3 separate regions of the Mus musculus genome follow, and regions 2 and 3 are each linked to region 1. A link is a contact called in public HiChIP or PLAC-seq and promoter capture Hi-C data. All regions are on one chromosome and are shown on one strand. Each heading gives the region's core, a stretch centred on a gene start, on an enhancer-like site or on the middle of the called end of the contact. The rest is flanking DNA. Distances are from core to core; before and after follow the strand shown.

Region 1 (2,700 bases), core at 110-2,609:
TTGGAGGGGAAACCGGAAAGGGGGATAACATTTGAAATGTAAATAAAGAAAATAACCAATAAAAAATTTAAAAATAAAATGAGATGCAACTATATTAAAACCTATATTAAAGAAGATTTAAAATTGATGGTCAGCCCGTAAAACAACTATTAATAGTTAATCTGAAGAAAAGGTAGGATCTGGTGTAGGTTCTTTTAAAATGTGCCATCTGGAAGTCTCTTCTCAGTTCTGGATGTCCAGGCTTACACAGCCATGAAGATTAAGTGTTAAGACTGAATACACTATCTCTAACAGGGAACCACAGATACCACTATTTTTAAGAACTTTCTGACTTTAGGTATTTTTCTAAAGCAAAAGAACAAAATTTTTTTGCATAAAACATTTCTTTAAAATTATTTCAGGTTTAAAAAACACCACCAACAACAATAACGACAAAAACCTCTCCAATAAGTAAGATTTTTGAACCTAGCCATATAAATTTACTTCAAGGCCCTTGGCAGTAGAGTCTGCTGAAGTGGCCTTGAAAGACTTCCTCAGAAGGATTGATCTACAAAGGCCAAGAGGATTTTAACTGCATATCAATCAATTAATTTTACTTGGAAAGACTGTAACCTGTTCTATACACACATGCTATATACACATATGTATGTTTGCTATGCTCGTTATAGGATGGGAGGCACAAAGCAATTTGGCAGGCACTAGAGTGGAAATGGGTATGGGGAGAATTAGGAACTTACTCCCTGGAGGGTAAGGGTGAGTTGGAGGGGTGGGGGTGTGGAGGTTGGAAGATTTCTTCTTTCTCCTAGCAGGTCTGAGGGATGTGAAGACCTCAATTGTGGCAAGAAAAAGTTGGGAGGGAGTGGGAGCAGTCCATTAAATAGGTGTCTCTGACTGACGAGGCGCCTAACAGCCTTAGTTAGAGTAGTAGACGGAGTAGACACTTCCTTGTACATACACATACCTGCGTTGTTGGGCTTCATATAAAGCGCGTGTCCCACCAAGGGGTAGGCGCGGGCCACCGACGGGATTGACCGCATCTGCTGCCATTTCCGCGCGTAGCTTACCAGCATCGGAAAGATGCTGATCAGGATAGTGGCGCCGGCCAGGGAGACCGCGCTCGCTGCGCCCCAAAGCAATAGTTTCTGCCCACTGAGCCCTAACCACAGCCACAACATCTCTCTGATTCCCCTCTTCCCTCTGGATTGCCAGTGAGAAGGTGGCGACCAGTCGCTGCCGGGTGCAGAGGAGGGAGGGACAAATTCGGGAACTCCAAGCTCCCGGCTCAGGGCTCAGGAAAAAGAACCCCCGGGGCACACCAGGTCCTCTCAGATCTTCCAGCTCTGGAGCTGGGAAAATCTGTAGCGTCTGCACCACGCCCTGGGGACAAACTTTCCGAGGGGGCGGGGAAAGCTCCCGCAGGTTTGTTGTGATGCCCTGCACGAGTCTGCGTACTACGCGCCAGCCACTGGGGTTCAAGGCGAAAGCGAAAGACCGGAACAACTTCTGAGCTCTGAAGTTCAGAATGCACGTGAAAGCTCACGGTGTGGAAAGATGAGGATGGCGGAGGAAGTCGAATTTAGGGTAGCTTCGGGATGGAGAAGAAACTAGAAATTCGCATCGCCAGTTCCGGACACCCTAGGGCCGGCTAATGTGGGCTGTTAAGAATTTTGCAACTCCCTTGCTTTGTGGAAGGATTACAGATCTCATAAGCAGTCTGTTTTAAAAAATTCAAATGAAGAGTCCTCGGTGTCGAAAGGCAGTTTTTGGAATTCTAAATTCAACTAGCCCTTGCGCAAACCTGCATCAGTTGCTGCCCTAGGGCAGGGCCGGTTGCCCAGGGGCACCGGACACACTCTGGCCCCTGCTTCAGGGTCCGGCACAGCAACCGCCTTCCCATGACCTAGAAGTTTAGGGAAGCCACGTATCCAGTGAGTGTCAGCTGACAGACTGAATCACCAGAACTAAAGGAGAACACAGTCTAGCACTTCCCTAAACATTCTCTGATCAAGGAAAGCCAGAACTAGAGAGAACAAGGGTGGGGATGGAGGGGCTCAGAAGTGGGTGGAAGAAGGCATGCTATGAGGAGGGTTGGCAACAGTAATGGGGCACAGTCAAAGTGAAGCTAAAATGCCAAGCCTGCAGAAAGGGAAAGGCCAGAAAGAAGAAGCTAGCAAAGTTATTTACTAGCTACCCATGGAGGTCTCCAGCCTGAACAGGAGTCCCTGTTCTACACCCCATTGTCCTTACCAAAGGGCAGGATGAGAAGTGCCCTTGCCTACTGCACACTGGGGAGAGTGCCAAGAAAGTTGAAATCCACAGATGCCCTGGATTCTCATTTTCTTGAGAATGTTATTTTCATACAGAGACTGCATGGTGTGCCCACAAACACCCGTGTGGCCTCTGGGACCTGAAGAAAGCACATCTAGGGCTTTCCTCAGTTGAATTTTTAAAAACGTATTACATTCTTTTTAAACTGTATGCAAGCATGGAGATCAGAGGACAACAACCCACCATGTGGTTTTGGAGGCTCAAACGCAAGTGGTCAAGTTTGGTGTCAAGCTCTTTGGCCAGCTGAGCCATGTTGCCCACCCCTGCAGTTACTTTTTACAAAAGAGCCATCTGGTGTGTACTGTCAGGAAAAGAAGTTCATAAAACATTAAGTGAAAGAGCAAAAGAAAACAAATGACGAAGCAAAATATA
Region 2 (2,700 bases), core at 101-2,600, 550 kb after region 1:
TTTAGGCAATTCACACTTCTCTTTCCCCATCCTTGCCTCTCTTCTTAAGAATCAGAGCATCCTAACCCATAGCACCAGATACACTTGATTCTACACTACATCTAAACCAGGATGCTACCCAGACCCCCCCCCCCCACACACACACACACACACCTCTCCTCCTGGTCCAAGCAGACCCTCGAGTTGAGCTAACCTGGATTGTTTATTTTACTTCTACCATTTGTTAGCTATAGGATTTGATGTGAGCTCTTCCAATTCAGAGAAGCTATTCGCCAGCCTGAGAAATGACACCAGCCAAAACAAAGGCACAAAGACACAGGTAAAGCAATCATTACCACACCTGGACCACAGAGGTGACCAACAAATCTCCTTGGTGACCTTCTGCCGTTTCCACTTTCCCAGACGGATTCCTTCCATTTACGGGTTCTTAAATCACTTTTTTCTTTTCTCCCAGTACATCGGAACAGAATGCTCTATTGCAAGTGCTCTGCTCTGGGTCCCCTTTACTCCCACTCCCACAGACACCTTCATTTTGGCTGCAGCATCCAGAGAGGCGTCCTGACTCTTGCCTCCATGTATTAAACAGCCGTGTCCAACATGCAGAGTCTAAGCAGTGTGCTGCCGCCTGCGGCTGGGATAGTTGTGAATGTAGCCCAAACTTAAAACGAAACGTACTTAGCACGCGGTGAGATATTGAGGGGTAAGCAGGGCAAAAGAGGGGGTGATTCCGAGCGTAAACTTCACAGATAACAAAGTCATTTCTGTATCACAAAGACAAGCACAATCTGCGTGGGAACATATATTTTAATTATAGAAATACTCGACTTTTTTTGTTTTTTATGCTGTGCGGGGCGCTGCACAGAAACATTTCATTTTATTGCCACCAAATCCTTCCAATACTCCTACAAGTACAATAATTACTCCTGTTTTTACAGCCGAAAGAAATGAAGACTTTAACTTGACCAAAGCTAGATACTAAGAGAGAACATCAACGCGTGCACAAAACTGCTAAATTCCTAAGTGCCTGGTTGTGCTTGGGTTTTATTTTAATTGAAAGCATAGAGGCTGCGGTGTGATTGCTTTTAACTTCCCAGTAAAGTGCACCGCTGAGCAAGTAGACGATAAACAGGAGGACAGGTGTTACTTAATGGAATGATGGAAGCTGTAACCCGAAGCCTCCTTGGGCGGGGAGAGGTCTGGGCGACTGCACCCAGCTGGGAGCGCCTCTGACCAGGCGCTGTCTCTCACTTCCAAAGTTGGAGCTCTCCTTGGTGGGAGGGGGCGGGGAAGAGGGGAGGCCAGTGACGTCACTCGCAGCAGGGATAAATCTCCGGGACAGCATTCCCAGTTAGGTCGCAGCCCCAGGAGCTAAGTAGGTTGTCCGGTTCCGAGACAAGCGCTTTGCAGAGCCACCGTCGCTGGACCCACTCGAGGGAAGGCACCATGCCCCAGAACGTAGTTCTCCCGGGTCCTGCGCCCTGGGGCTTCAGACTCTCTGGGGGCATAGACTTCAATCAGCCTTTGGTCATCACCAGGGTAGGTGTTTTCCATTCTGATTTTGTGCTACAGGTCACCTGGCATCCGAGAGTAGCCCTGGAGTTAAAGAGAGAAACCAAGAGACCCAGGGAGGGAGGCAGGATGGTGCACTGGCGGGGGCCTGAGCTTCTGGCTCCCAGTTAGACTTCAGCAACAAGCTGGAGGATGCAAAGCAGTTCTGAGATTTAATCAAGGCAGCTCACAAACTCTGCATCCCTTTTCCTTGGTCCCCAGCCACATTAGCCAGAAAGGTCAACTGACAGTGCTGGGCTCAGAGGAGGGCTCCATAGCTGAGGGGTGCTTTTGGCTCCCCACCACACACACACACACACACACACATCAGATATGGAGAGCAAGAAAGAGGTGTCACTCTAGTGGTTATTTGGTGGCTCTACACTTGCATCTGAGCAGTTTTCTTGCCTGGATGGGAACTTCAGCAGGGTACTGTTCTCAGGGCACAGCTTGGACTGGCCAAGTCGGAACCTCTCATATCAGCCAGACAGGGAAAATATTACTAATGTGTATTCCTCCGTTTCCAGGCATTTTGGATAAATATTTTTCCAAAGCTTGGAACTTGGCTGACGAAGCATTACCTATAACTCAAACTGCAAAGAAAACCTGGGCTATAGTTTACCTGATAGAGAGCAACCACTCAGTCTAATAACTTTAAAAAGGAAGACTGTAGTAGCAAAAAACCAAACTGCCTTATTCCAGGGTATCTTAAGCAGAACCCAACAAGAAGGAGGGTGTAAAAATGAAACCCAGGGTTCCTTTTCTGTCAGCAAATTTCTAGAGTAATTGTTAAGCATCTAGTTGATAACTTCCTCAACTTTTGAAAGCAATCTTTTCAGTTACTCATGCAAGCCGTTCGAAACGTGAAAGCACAAACTTTTAAATGTTATCATTTTATGTTCCAAGTGTTATGGTTTTCTTATTTTATGCTTCTCTGCTCATGCTATATTTTATGAATACATGCTTTATAACCTGATCAATCACAGGTTTTGAATAGGGCACTGTACACACATTAATATTATTTGTGGCGCCCTAAGCTTTTGAAGAAGCCCAAAGCGTGTATCATAGGGTTGCATACAACGGCTCATCTCAAGCTTTGTTTTACATTTTTCAAAAAAACATGTAAACACATCTGACATGTGTTTTTATATG
Region 3 (2,700 bases), core at 78-2,577, 600 kb after region 1:
ATAGGGTGACTATGCATCAGCACTAATCTTGAATATTAACAGTGTATTGTGCTTCTTTTCAGTATTCTTATAAAATACACACCCAAATGTTCAGGAGAGATGGGATGAAGTCAGCAATTTGCTCTTAATAGTCCAGGAGGACAGGCAGATAGTTGGCGAATGGCTTACCACACAAGCATGAGAACCTGAGTTTGATGTCCACGGTAAAAGGCCAGGGGCAACATGGTGCACATGTCTGTCGCCCTTTGTCCACATTGAGGATCCCTTTGGGCTCACTGACCAAACAATAGAGACTGTCTGTGAGCTCCAGGCGCAGCAAAATACTCTGCTCCAAAAACTTTAGGTGGATCTCAATAAATAAATACAGCATAAGTCTCTGACTTCCACACTCATGTACACACACACACACACACAAACACATACATACATACCTGCATGCACACACACACACACACATACAACACACACACACACACAAAACAAATTAATAAATCTTTAAAACTTAAACCTTTTCTACTAAAGGTCATTTTTCTGATAGATTAACTGAGAAGTTATCCTAAAATAAAAGTAGATTTCTGCTGAGACCAGTGCACAGATTAAAATTGAGGTTAACATTGCAAACACTTATCATTTTGTTTTACAGTCTATGCCAACTGTTGTGACTTAGTCATCTCATGAAAATCTCCAGGTGATTTCTATGTAATAGCCAATACTCACCGTCACCATCCACAAATTAGAGTTGTCACATAATATTTCATTGTTACATTAATACCCAGCATTTGATGAACTATATTATTTTCTTTAGAATAGTGGTTTAACAGATGTATTAGGCTGAAAAATTTAAATGTATTAAAGCTGTCCAATGCGACCAAAAAAAAAAAAAAAAAGACTGTCGAGTCTTGTAAAAACCATTGCTCCAGAAAATAAGAAATTATAGCTCATGAACATTAAACCATCATGCCTCTTCCCTGAAAGTAAGCCAGGTGTAATTTATTAAGTAATAAATTATTACATCATAGTGGCTGTCAATTCCTACTCACAGTGATTTAAAATTCAGTTCTCAATGACTGTATATTCTATCTGAGATAACTGATTTTGCAAAAATAAGTCATATGTATTTATTGAAAACTTTTACTTAAAAGCTCGTGTTTTCTAACCAGTCACTCAAGCTCTGCTTCCCGGGGAAGCACCCGCCTTTTTCAAGTGTTTTATCAAGTGTACAGGAAAATCAGTGCACTTCATATAAATGAAAACCAATCACATCGTCTGCATCAGCTCCGGAAAAGGGTGGGGGTGGGCAGGGCTCCCCCCCCCCCCGACCTCCGTTACTAGGCAACGGGATGCTGCGGCTAGAAGCGGCAGAGCTGAATGCTTGGGGCAAGGCAGTTGGTGGAGAGATCTTAAGCGACAGAAATGAGCCCCGGTAAGAACGATCCGGGAGGCTGTCCTCTAGAGGGAGGCTCTGGGAAATGGAGGATAGTGGAACCACACCCATGTCCCTTCATCCCAAAGCCTCCGGAGTTTTCCGGATGGGTCTGGTGTGCGTTATCTTCCCGACCTCAAATCCCCTGCTCAGTGAGAAAGCACTCGCCTGCCCCCTGGCGGGATGCCGCCTTCACCCCTATTTGCAGAGTTGACATCTCTACCTGATCATAGCGCGCCCTCTGGTGGCCACAGAGGGCGTGGGCGACCCGAATGTCCGTGCCTCGCTTCTTCACCTTCCCAGGCTACCTTCCAGCTCCAAAAGCTGTGCTCGGGTCTGTTCCAGAGAAGCACCTCGCGGAAGAAGATGAAGTTGACTCCATTCTCCTTTCAGCATCCAAGATCCTGAATTCCTCTGAGGGGGTAAAGGAAAGCGGGGGCAATGAACCAGGTAAAATCTACGTTTTTGCAGTAAATATTGGTGGGAAATGAGCTATAGCATGGGGAGGATATTTGAAAGAATTCAAACAGCCACGAGTTCCGATAAACAAAGACTCAGATGTGTAGAGTAACTTGAGGACCACAGAACACTGCCATTGGGATCTCACTTCCTGAAGAGAAGCCCAAAGGGACAGCACCCCTCTCACATGGGTGCACAGTGGGACATCAAGAGAAGGAGCCAGGACTTATGAGCAAAGGTGGCTTTTAGATTGATGGGTGGGACCCCAATCGTGAGTTCCCCAGGTGAGGCAGAGAGAATTGATGGAGTAGACATGGGACTGGGTTCCTTTTCACACGTTAGCCAATGCAAGGCCACACCTCCCCTGATAAAAGTCAACTTGATTGAAGATGGAGAACATGGAGGATGAGTAGACCATCGCTTTCTGTATTCCTCTGTTACCAGGCATGAAGACCTGTAATCTTCCCTGAGGAACCAGCAAAGTGGGGCAGGGTAACGAGACTAAATACCATCACAGATGGTTAAAGACATTTAAATAGCCTAGTATTTACCCCTGCGCTCAACAAAGGTCAGAAAAGCTGGAGTCGCCTCAATACGGCAAGCGCATGTGTGTTGCACTTAGAGGCTGAGGAGATGGTTTCAGGAGTGAAGTTCTTACTGGGCAAACATCAGCTCGAATCCCCTGTAAAGGTCAGACTCAGGGGAGACAGAATCCGGGAAGCCATGGACCATTTAGCCTCATGAACACAGCAGCAAATAAGAAGAGTTCACCTCAAACACAGTAGATGACTGATACTCCTGTGATACTCCACAGCATG

The links. Promoter capture Hi-C pulls out the DNA fragments that hold promoters and counts their contacts. HiChIP or PLAC-seq counts read pairs in DNA pulled down with a chosen protein or histone mark.
Region 2: a promoter capture Hi-C map of stem cell-derived epiblast-like cells shows a contact between it and region 1, with 2.1 times the contacts expected there. The contact joins the promoter of Pdlim3 here to the promoter of Cyp4v3 in region 1. A contact is called at or near these places in 2 of 39 promoter capture datasets (embryonic stem cells and stem cell-derived epiblast-like cells) and 1 of 115 datasets of contacts at active chromatin or transcription factors (bone marrow-derived dendritic cells).
Region 3: a contact with region 1 is called in an H3K27ac HiChIP or PLAC-seq map of bone marrow-derived dendritic cells, with 8 times the contacts expected there. The contact joins the promoter of Ccdc110 here to the promoter of Cyp4v3 in region 1. A contact is called at or near these places in 10 of 39 promoter capture datasets (the 3T3-L1 cell line, cranial neural crest, embryonic stem cells and 5 more), 5 of 15 datasets of contacts at CTCF or cohesin (embryonic stem cells, hippocampal excitatory neurons, large pre-B cells and 2 more), 19 of 484 Hi-C or Micro-C datasets (the AtT-20 cell line, CD4 T cells, the MC3T3-E1 cell line and 13 more), 8 of 115 datasets of contacts at active chromatin or transcription factors (a beta-TC-6 cell line, bone marrow-derived dendritic cells, bone marrow-derived macrophages and 4 more) and 3 of 9 other capture datasets (adipose tissue, embryonic stem cells and liver).

Annotation. Positions count from the first base shown.
Region 1 is chr8:45,331,804-45,334,503 of GRCm38.p6, forward strand. It overlaps Cyp4v3 (cytochrome P450, family 4, subfamily v, polypeptide 3), which reads right to left and starts at 1,360. Exons shown (of 11, transcript NM_133969.3): 1 at 962-1,360. The coding sequence starts at 1,175. All of the region lies in intron 3 of Gm30504 (a long non-coding RNA gene), which reads left to right.
Region 2 is chr8:45,884,137-45,886,836 of GRCm38.p6, forward strand. It overlaps Pdlim3 (PDZ and LIM domain 3), which reads left to right and starts at 1,351. Exons shown (of 8, transcript NM_001374652.2): 1 at 1,351-1,536. The coding sequence starts at 1,444.
Region 3 is chr8:45,933,292-45,935,991 of GRCm38.p6, forward strand. Ccdc110 (coiled-coil domain containing 110) reads left to right here and starts at 1,328. Exons shown (of 7, transcript NM_001033246.3): 1 at 1,328-1,423; 2 at 1,727-1,873. The coding sequence starts at 1,414.